2 separate regions of the Capsicum annuum genome follow, and region 2 is linked to region 1. Evidence: chromatin contacts called from public Hi-C data. All regions are on one chromosome and are shown on one strand. Each heading gives the region's core, a stretch centred on a gene start, on an enhancer-like site or on the middle of the called end of the contact. The rest is flanking DNA. Distances are from core to core; before and after follow the strand shown.

Region 1 (4,180 bases), core at 485-2,984:
CGGGGATCTATCGGAAACAGCCTCTCTACCCCGTCGGGGTAGTGGTATGGACTGCGTATATTTTACCCTCCCCAGACCCCACTATGTGGGAATATACTGGCTATGTTGTTGTTGTTGATTGTGTGGTAATAGTTTTAATTGGGCAGTAATGGCGGGGTGTGATAGTGATACAAGTACAACCACGAGGATGGACGTGTGAAAGTGTAATGAACCCGAGGCTTGGAGTGTGCAAGAAAAATGCAAAAGAGGGCCTAAAACACACACCAAAACCGAACCTACACTACACTCCATGGGTGGCATTTTGAGGCTTTTCATTAAAGGGCCTTTTGGTCATTTTGTATTCTAATTGTAATATAGTATAAATAGAACATTGTAGGTCATTTTGTCTTAAACTTTGATGATATTTGTAAGTTGTATAACACTTTGAAAGACAAGTCCTCTCTCCTCTTTAGGAGGCAACCCGAAACTAGGGTGATACTAGTGTGGAATCACTAGTGTTGCATTCATGGCGTGAGAAGTTGGTGTTTAGAGGAGGTAAAGTCCCTCTTATGTCAACGTAGGAGTTAGGTTAACCGTTGTGTGTAGTGTTAAGGGTCCAAGAGTATCACATGTTCTTGGGTTCTTAAGATTATACCAACCAATGTCTAACTATCTATCCTTTGTTCATTTTATGCTTGTAATCGTTTGTACTAGTTTGTTCTCGTTTCTAGGGAAGCCATGAGTTGTTGTTACAATATTGTTGTGTTCTTCTTCTTGTTTTGTAACTTAGTTTGGTTGTTGGTTGCCTTGTGTGTTAAACACCTTGTAATCTCTTCATTCTTGCTCTTATTTGTTGAATCCGAGAGTGGTCATCAAAGGGGTCCTCGGTTCCTAGAACTTGTGGACTGTTTTGGTGTATGTTTTAGTGTCTTCTTGGTCTTCCTTGTATCATTTGGTATCAAAGCTCAAGGCTTGATTTTGTTCTTACAAAACCAATCTTGGGAAGATCTTACCAAAGTAAGAGACATTGTGTTGTGTTGGACCTTGGGCGAAATTTGAAGTATTGTTGTGTTGGCCAACAGTTTTTGTGACTAGATCTAGTAATCTTTCACTTATTTAGTTTGTTTCTAGTGTTGATCCGTTCTCACCAATACTTAAAAAAAACGCTAAAAGTACGGGTTTAACCAAATATTGAAACGCGGAATTCAATTCATCTAAAGAAAACGCTAAAAGTAATTGAAGAGATTTAGCAGAAAAATGAGAGAGCTCACAGTAACAGAAAATAAATAAAATAAAATCGGACTGAAAGCCTAAGTGATCGAAGTAGAGTTATATTACCTGATTCGGCCATAATTTGGAGCAATCAATAAAAGAAATTCAGAAGTGCAGAGAAATCTTCCAGCCGGCTTTCATTTCAATTTCTTAACCAAGTTGAACAGATCGTATGGACACCCAAAATGGACCGGCAGAGATAGAGAGGATGTGTGAATATATCTATTTTAACTGGAAAAGGACAGCTTGAATTTTGTAAGTCGATGTAACGAGCTGAGACCTGAGAGTGAAAGCTACCACGCTCCAGAAATGGAGTTCTTTTTGGTTCTTTTTAATTTATTTGGAAGTAATCCTCTACTCATTTGTTACATATTGGTTCCTCACCATCTTAAACGTGTAAGCTCGCTGTTTTACCGCTTAGCACACTTTGTAATTGAAATAAGTAAAATAGGGAAAGGACATGGCGTCATTGAAATTATTCACGTTTTTGAGAAATAGAACTCGAAGCCCGTCGGCTCATTTTATTACCATTTTTTAACCATCTGATTTTTGCTTCTATTTGGCCCAAATTTTAGCATCGTTAAATGCATACTACCGTTAAAAAGGCTTGAACACACATTCTCATAGTCCTAATACTTCTAAGTGGAAGAAAAAAGGTCAAGCAATAAAACTTCCTCCATCTCGAGTTGCTAGGTCTCAAAGTAATTCTCTCCATGATCCAAAAGCCACATTCATAGTCAATCTTTTCTCAGAAAATGACTCGTTCATAGCACAAGAAAGGTGTTGGTCCATCCAAAATTCAAGAAAAAAATCATTCTAAAGGAAAGCAGAAGGTTGATGAAGACCTTGTTGTTCTTTCAAAGAAAAAAAAGAAACGCATTAATTTAAAGGTTGGTGACTATGAGGCTGGATCCTCAAAAAAGAAAAGGCACAACGTTTTTGTTCAGCCGAGCAAACCAAATTACAATCTATCTGATGTTGAGGTATATTCGAATTTTTTACTATAATAATGTATATCTTTCGTATAGTCGATGAATAATTAATTCTTATGTTATAGTCATATGTGCAATGTGGGACTTCACTTGGTATGTTGTTGTTGTTGTTGTTGTGTGTGCAATGTATAGTGTTATGAGTATGTACATATGTGCTTATGTTTTGTAAATAGATGTGTGTTTGCGATCTTTTTAGAAATATATCTTTTTATGTCAGGTTTGGAATCTCATTGTTCGTCCAACTGACTATTGATGTGCCATAGCTTCATGGCACTTTTGATGCTTAAAATCGAGAAATGTTCAAGTACTTAGTTCTATTTTGGTAGATATTGTGTGTTTTTGTGTCTATTTTGCAGGGAACTAGGTTTTAGGAGCTAAACGGAAGAAAAAAAATTGAAATTTGAAGTTTGGGCTACCTATGTTGGCACCTACCTAGCGTAGGTGACAGAAGACCAAAGTACAGGGAAACTAAAGTTGTAGATCCTTTCATTTACCTATGAGATAGTACCTATATGGGGTAGGTGCTACCTACGGCCCGTAAGTCGTGTCATAGGTGGCCACTGACCCGAGTTTCCTATTTCATTTTGGTATGGATTTTTAGGGTGGTTCTATGTAACCTATAAATAGCCTTTTGATGTTTTTAGTTAGTTTATGCACTTTTACGCACTTGATACTCTTACAAACATATTTTGATTCCAAGATTAATTTTGATCTTGGAATTCTTGTGTTCTTGGTTTTCAGTTTATTGTTGATTTAAGACTTTGGTTTTCCTTCGTCTATTATTGTGAGATTATTCATATGCTTTTTTTATTGAATTTCATGGATTATTTCACAAATATGAGCGGCTAATTCTTTTAGCTAGGGTTGTGGGAACCCTGATGGATTAACAAAGTAGGGGAAGTGTGAGATTCCTTCTAGATCATTGTTGTTTTGTATTGTGACTTCTTCACTTTGGTTACTTTCTTAACAGTTGCAAATGTTAGGAACCCGCTTGTATTCGATACCTACTCGAGAGAGAGGTAGAGATTGGAAAAAGAAGATCACAATAATGATTCGAGGCTATCAACCTTCGTCTAATTAACTTGAGATCGGTAGAAAATAGTTAATTTGGGATCCAAGACAAGGGTTAGTAATGCGACACTCTGAGACTGAAAGAAGATTTTTGAGATTCTCCAAAGGGTGTCGAGAGACTGTTGGTGATACATAACTTGTCAAATTCTACATTCGTAGTAGTGAGATAGTTGGATTGAGCATGATAAATCTACGGAGTTAGAAGACAGGGGAACACAAGCCTAGTGTTCGTTTCAAATTGATCACAACCGAAAGTATTCAGGTTTTGTTACTTTTTACTGATTACTGCAAATTCCCCCATTTACTTTCCTATACTTTTGGCTACTTCAGCAAGTTTGAAAGACAGATTCGACCTATTCCTTGTGGGATCGACCCCAACCTAGTTGGGTTACTATTATTTGACAGCGACCACATTGTATCTTTTTGGAGGATATAGTTTGGTCGACATCAAATTTTGGTGTCATTGCTGGGGAATACGGTTATGGATTAGTTAATTGGAGTTGTTGAAGTTTTTGGATTTTACTTTTCTATTTTTCTTGGGGCATACGCCGGTGTATGCCCAGCACTAGAAGTCAAGGCAATTCCTTGATCTCATTTGATCCAGAGTTGGAAAGAATTTCCTACAATAAAATTGTAGGATATCATAGCGTGGTCGTGAAGCTCATCATGAACTGCCTCAAGACAATCCTTAAGACTTGCCTCCACCACATGCTTAGGAGACAGTCGCAGAAACCACTGCATGATTATTAGCGGAGGAATAACAGAAGAGGAATAATTAGGCCGCCCAATGTGCAGCTCAGGAGGTAGAAAGAGCAAGATAGAGCAGGAATCTAATCGTCGAGCAGAACTCAGCAGAGGTAGAAGAA
Region 2 (4,180 bases), core at 572-3,071, 34 kb before region 1:
GGCGCGCCATGCAACTTCACGATCTCCTAAATAAACAACTTCACATAATCCTATACTGAGTAGTTAGTCCTCATAAGAAAAAAGTGATCAGACATAGTCATTCTATCCATAATGACCCAAATAGAATCATACTGATTGTGAGACCACGGAAGACCCATAATGAAATCTATATTAATAATCTCCCACTTCAACATAGGCAACTTTCTCTCTTGGAACATACCACTAGGCCTAAAGTGCTCAACCTTAACTTGCTGACAAATCATAAACTTAGCAATAAAATTTACCAAATCCCTCTTCATGTTGCTCCACCAGTAGATACCACGATCATAACTTACCAAATTTACCAAATCATAACTTAACATACCACGATCTCCTGTTTACATATATATATGACCAGGGAAATAGGGATCATGACATCTAAAACATAAGTTATTTTCCTTAAGATTTTCAGTGGTGAGGTTTGGTTTGAAGGAAACTCTAGGTCTTTGGGCCATGATCTATTATTTTGGGATTAGTTGGAGACATAAGTTCTATGGCATCAGGTTTAACTAGAGACTCCTTGATAACGGAATATGGCTCTCGAAGGATTGGTTTGGTTATGTGGATATTGGGAATTTCTAAGGTTAGTGGGTCCTTGGAGGGCTTTAAAGAAAGTTTCATAAGATTATGCTAACTGATATGCATCCATACTAGAGGTAGGATTAGGTAACCCCACTTGAGGTTTCAACTTAGGCTTCAAGCCACCATTTTGCCTATTATTATTGAACTCAGCCACTATATCCAGTAACCTAACATTGCCAAATCTCCTATAAACCTTAGTATAGAAAAGGAACTAGTTGGTCCCTTTTTTCTGTAAAATATGACTATCAAACTATACAACTACCTTATCCTTCATAAGCATTGAAAAATAACTCATCTTTACCATCTTAGGAATTTGGTATATTTTAAAAAATTGTTCACATTTGCAAATCCAACCCTTTGGGTTAGAGCCTGTGAACTAGGAAAAATTAATTTTAGCTTTAAAGGGTTTGTTTGGCATTTTTGGAGGGTTTGTATTGGGCAAATAAAGTAATGGGAGATTAATGGGTATTTGGTTGGTACCAGACAAGGGAACGATATTAGGAGTTGCAGTGTTTTGAGCAATGGAACAATAAAAGTAATGAAGGAAGAAGGGAGAATGGGGTTCTGACGTAAGGAACTGCCTGACAAGAGAAAATAGGAGGAAAAATGAAACTTCTCCCCATTAAATAACTAGTAATTGTAGATTGAGGGGTTACCTAACCCTAAAAGTTTGAAGACTGACCAAACTTGCGAGCTTGCAACAGACCTCGAGGTCTGGAAGTTTTTGAGCTTGGGGAGTAAAGGAGCTAAACAGTAGCTTCAACTCGCTTCAGAGCATCAAGTTGGGAGATAATCAATTTCAGTTTTTGATTTGGTCAACAAACTCCTTTAGCTAAACGGAGAACTGATTCTGAGAGAATTCCAAAGATTAAAACTGTTTTGCATTTTTAATAGCCACCAATTGAAATTGTGTTCTTTTTCATGCCCTCTTCAAGATCCTTGAACTTATCCTTCATTGAAATGTCGCAAGAATTGAACAACTCTGATACCAAGTCACGAATTAGGTTGTTTCAAGCTCTATTCATAAAGAACAAAAATGTAAAGAAGAGTAGAGATAAAGGTGAGAAGAAAAGAGAGAGGAAATTGAGCACAATATATTCACTGAAATATGAGAATTCAGTATAAGCAACTCATAAGGTAAAACAAGGAGTACAACTGGGTGCCACATATCTAGTTGATTTTAAGGAAAAGAAAAATTACAAAGGACTAAATAGCAATTACTGAAAGTATCACTAAAATACTTAAAGGACTACAATGACATAAGGAACATTCTAAAATCGTAAATAAAATAGTTTATTAACTGACATGATCAATATTTTCAAAAAGTACTTTTAAGGAAAGGGGGAACAAGTAGCTACAAATTAATTTAGTGGTGATAATCATACGGGTATTCTTATTCTTCTAGAAAAAACACTCATTCTTTTTCGTATTTTTTGCTTTTTAGCTGGAAAAAACACTTATTCTTCTAGAAAAAACACTTATTCTTTTACGTGTTTTTTGCTTTTTAGCTGGAAAAAATTAAAACTCAACTTATTTCTATATTTAAATGTTTGACAAAACTCCTCCGCGGACTAAAATAAGATTTTATTTTTTATTTTTATTTTTAAAAAAGTAATACTAACATTTCAAAAGCTTAGCCAATCATACTGCTAATAATATCCAATTATATTATTGAGAAATTGTTGAAATAAAAGAATACATTCGTAAAAAAATTAATCCCAAATCTCCTGGACATTGACGACACATGAACGTTTGTTTAGCTCCAGAGTCTGCCCGATTTGGAAAATTTGCCTGTCCTGTTTGTCCAATTTGACTTTTAAATCGATGAACTTTGTGAATTAAACAATTGGACTCAACAATATCATTGTGATTTAGTAGACTCTATAATGGGAGGTCAAAACAGCAAATAAATTGGTTTCCAAGTTCAGCCCCATTGACATGAGATTGATTTGCAATCAAACATATAGGCAGAAGGGCTGAGAGTTTCTAGCGATATGCAGTCATGCAAGTGACTATACGACAACCTTCCCTTAGTATTTACCCCTTAAAAGATCAACTATTTATTACCTAAAGGCGCTCAAGCACAAACATGTTAGAAAAGAAAAGAAAAATTCCAAGCTAATCTCCCAGGCATCAAATTTAAAAAGTTCCAAGTTCCAAGCTAATCTTGCAGGCATCAAATTTAAATATCAAACCTAAACACATATTATGAACAGCAACACCTAAAAAATACATACAATAACTTACAAATTGCAATAACCAAACTTCATTGTATAATTCTTGAACCTACTGCAACTAGTGCGGATGACAATGAAGAGATCACTTAGATGCGGATGACAATGAAGAGATCACTTAGATAAATAACTAGGGAACTGGTATGTCATCATTTTCCATGTTAGACATGTAACCATGAGCAGTTGATGCTGTTTCACTGTCCGCTCCTTCAAGTTCGGCCTGCCGTGCAAATGAAGATTATTAGTTTATGTAGTTTCCCTGATTTCAAACTATGAAAGAGGATCAAAATGCTCCCTATCCCTTCAAAATTGACAATGTGCTGCCCTTAGTAGAGCTTCACACACTGCTTTACAAACTACCATGCTGCCAGAGAATGTGCCAAACCAAGTGGTTTAATGAGAGGAATCTGAAATCTGAATAGTGTCATCATTTTCTTCAAAAATATGAAGTATGTTGTGGACAAAACACATGGATCAAGAAGCTAATTATACTGCCACCATTGCAATGACCCTCCAGTTCATTTCCTCGATTTTTGCACATTTCCGGCGTTTCGAGCCTCCCCACAATAGCTACAGGTCATGTCGGAACTGTTGGTTTGGTTGTCAGACAGTTCGTTTGGGTTTTAGGCTCACTTCTTTGTTTTGGAGATATCGATGTTAAGGAATTAATCTCGAACCAAAACTCCTAGTAAACGACCTCAGATAAGAATTCTGACAACGCCATCAGCTCTGGAACGTGGATTTTAGCCTAGGGGACCTTGGTTCAGGTCCCGAGGCTTCCGAACTCGTTTTGGGCTATTGAGTGGATTCTATGAAAAATGAAAATATAGGTGTGGGCCATATTTAGTTGAAACAATCTCGACTGAAAGTTTCAATGGTTCCATTGAGTCCGGAATGTCGAATTTGGTATTGTAGCATAGTTCATTTGCGCGCACAGGGTTCATAACGAATCCCGAGCACCCGATCGGAGTCCATTTGGACTTAGAGAAATCTAATGCCTGGCACCATCTGGTGCAACCGCTTAAGCGGTAGTCGCTTTAGCCTCCTTGGTTGTATGGCCGAGGACCGCATAAGCGATCCTTGTCTGCTTTAGCGTCGTTTTAGCGACCAACATGTCGCTTTAGCAATGTTGCATCCCTGTGCCCGACTGCTTTAGCAATGCTGTATCCCTGTGCCCGACCGCTATAGCAGCACAAGGGATTGTTAAATCCCCTTCTTCACCCAAATTTCTCATTCATTTCTCAATCATTTTTCATAATTATTGAGAGTTTGGAGAGTGGAAAACGTGGGGAATCATCCATTGAAGCTAAGGTAAGTTAGCCCAA

Evidence for each region. A called contact is a pair of places that touch in the nucleus more often than the background predicts.
Region 2: a Hi-C map of pericarp shows a contact between it and region 1, with 1.9 times the contacts expected there. The contact joins the enhancer-like site here to the promoter of LOC107853435 in region 1. A contact is called at or near these places in 3 of 5 Hi-C or Micro-C datasets (leaf, pericarp and placenta).

The regions. Positions count from the first base shown.
Region 1 is chr11:174,831,989-174,836,168 of UCD10Xv1.1, reverse strand. It overlaps LOC107853435 (calmodulin-binding transcription activator 4), which reads right to left and starts at 1,734. Exons shown (of 13, transcript XM_016698428.2): 1 at 1,318-1,734. The coding sequence starts at 1,330.
Region 2 is chr11:174,866,297-174,870,476 of UCD10Xv1.1, reverse strand. LOC107853435 (calmodulin-binding transcription activator 4) reads right to left here. Exons shown (of 13, transcript XM_016698428.2): 13 at 2,733-3,075. The coding sequence ends at 2,986. Among protein-coding and RNA genes, the nearest start is that of LOC107853435, 34 kb to the right of the region's middle. Within about 2 kb of position 1,821, at least 5 of the 5 cell types and tissues checked have an H3K27ac peak or open chromatin away from gene starts, as enhancers often do. A contact at or near this core is called in leaf and pericarp, where this site is marked.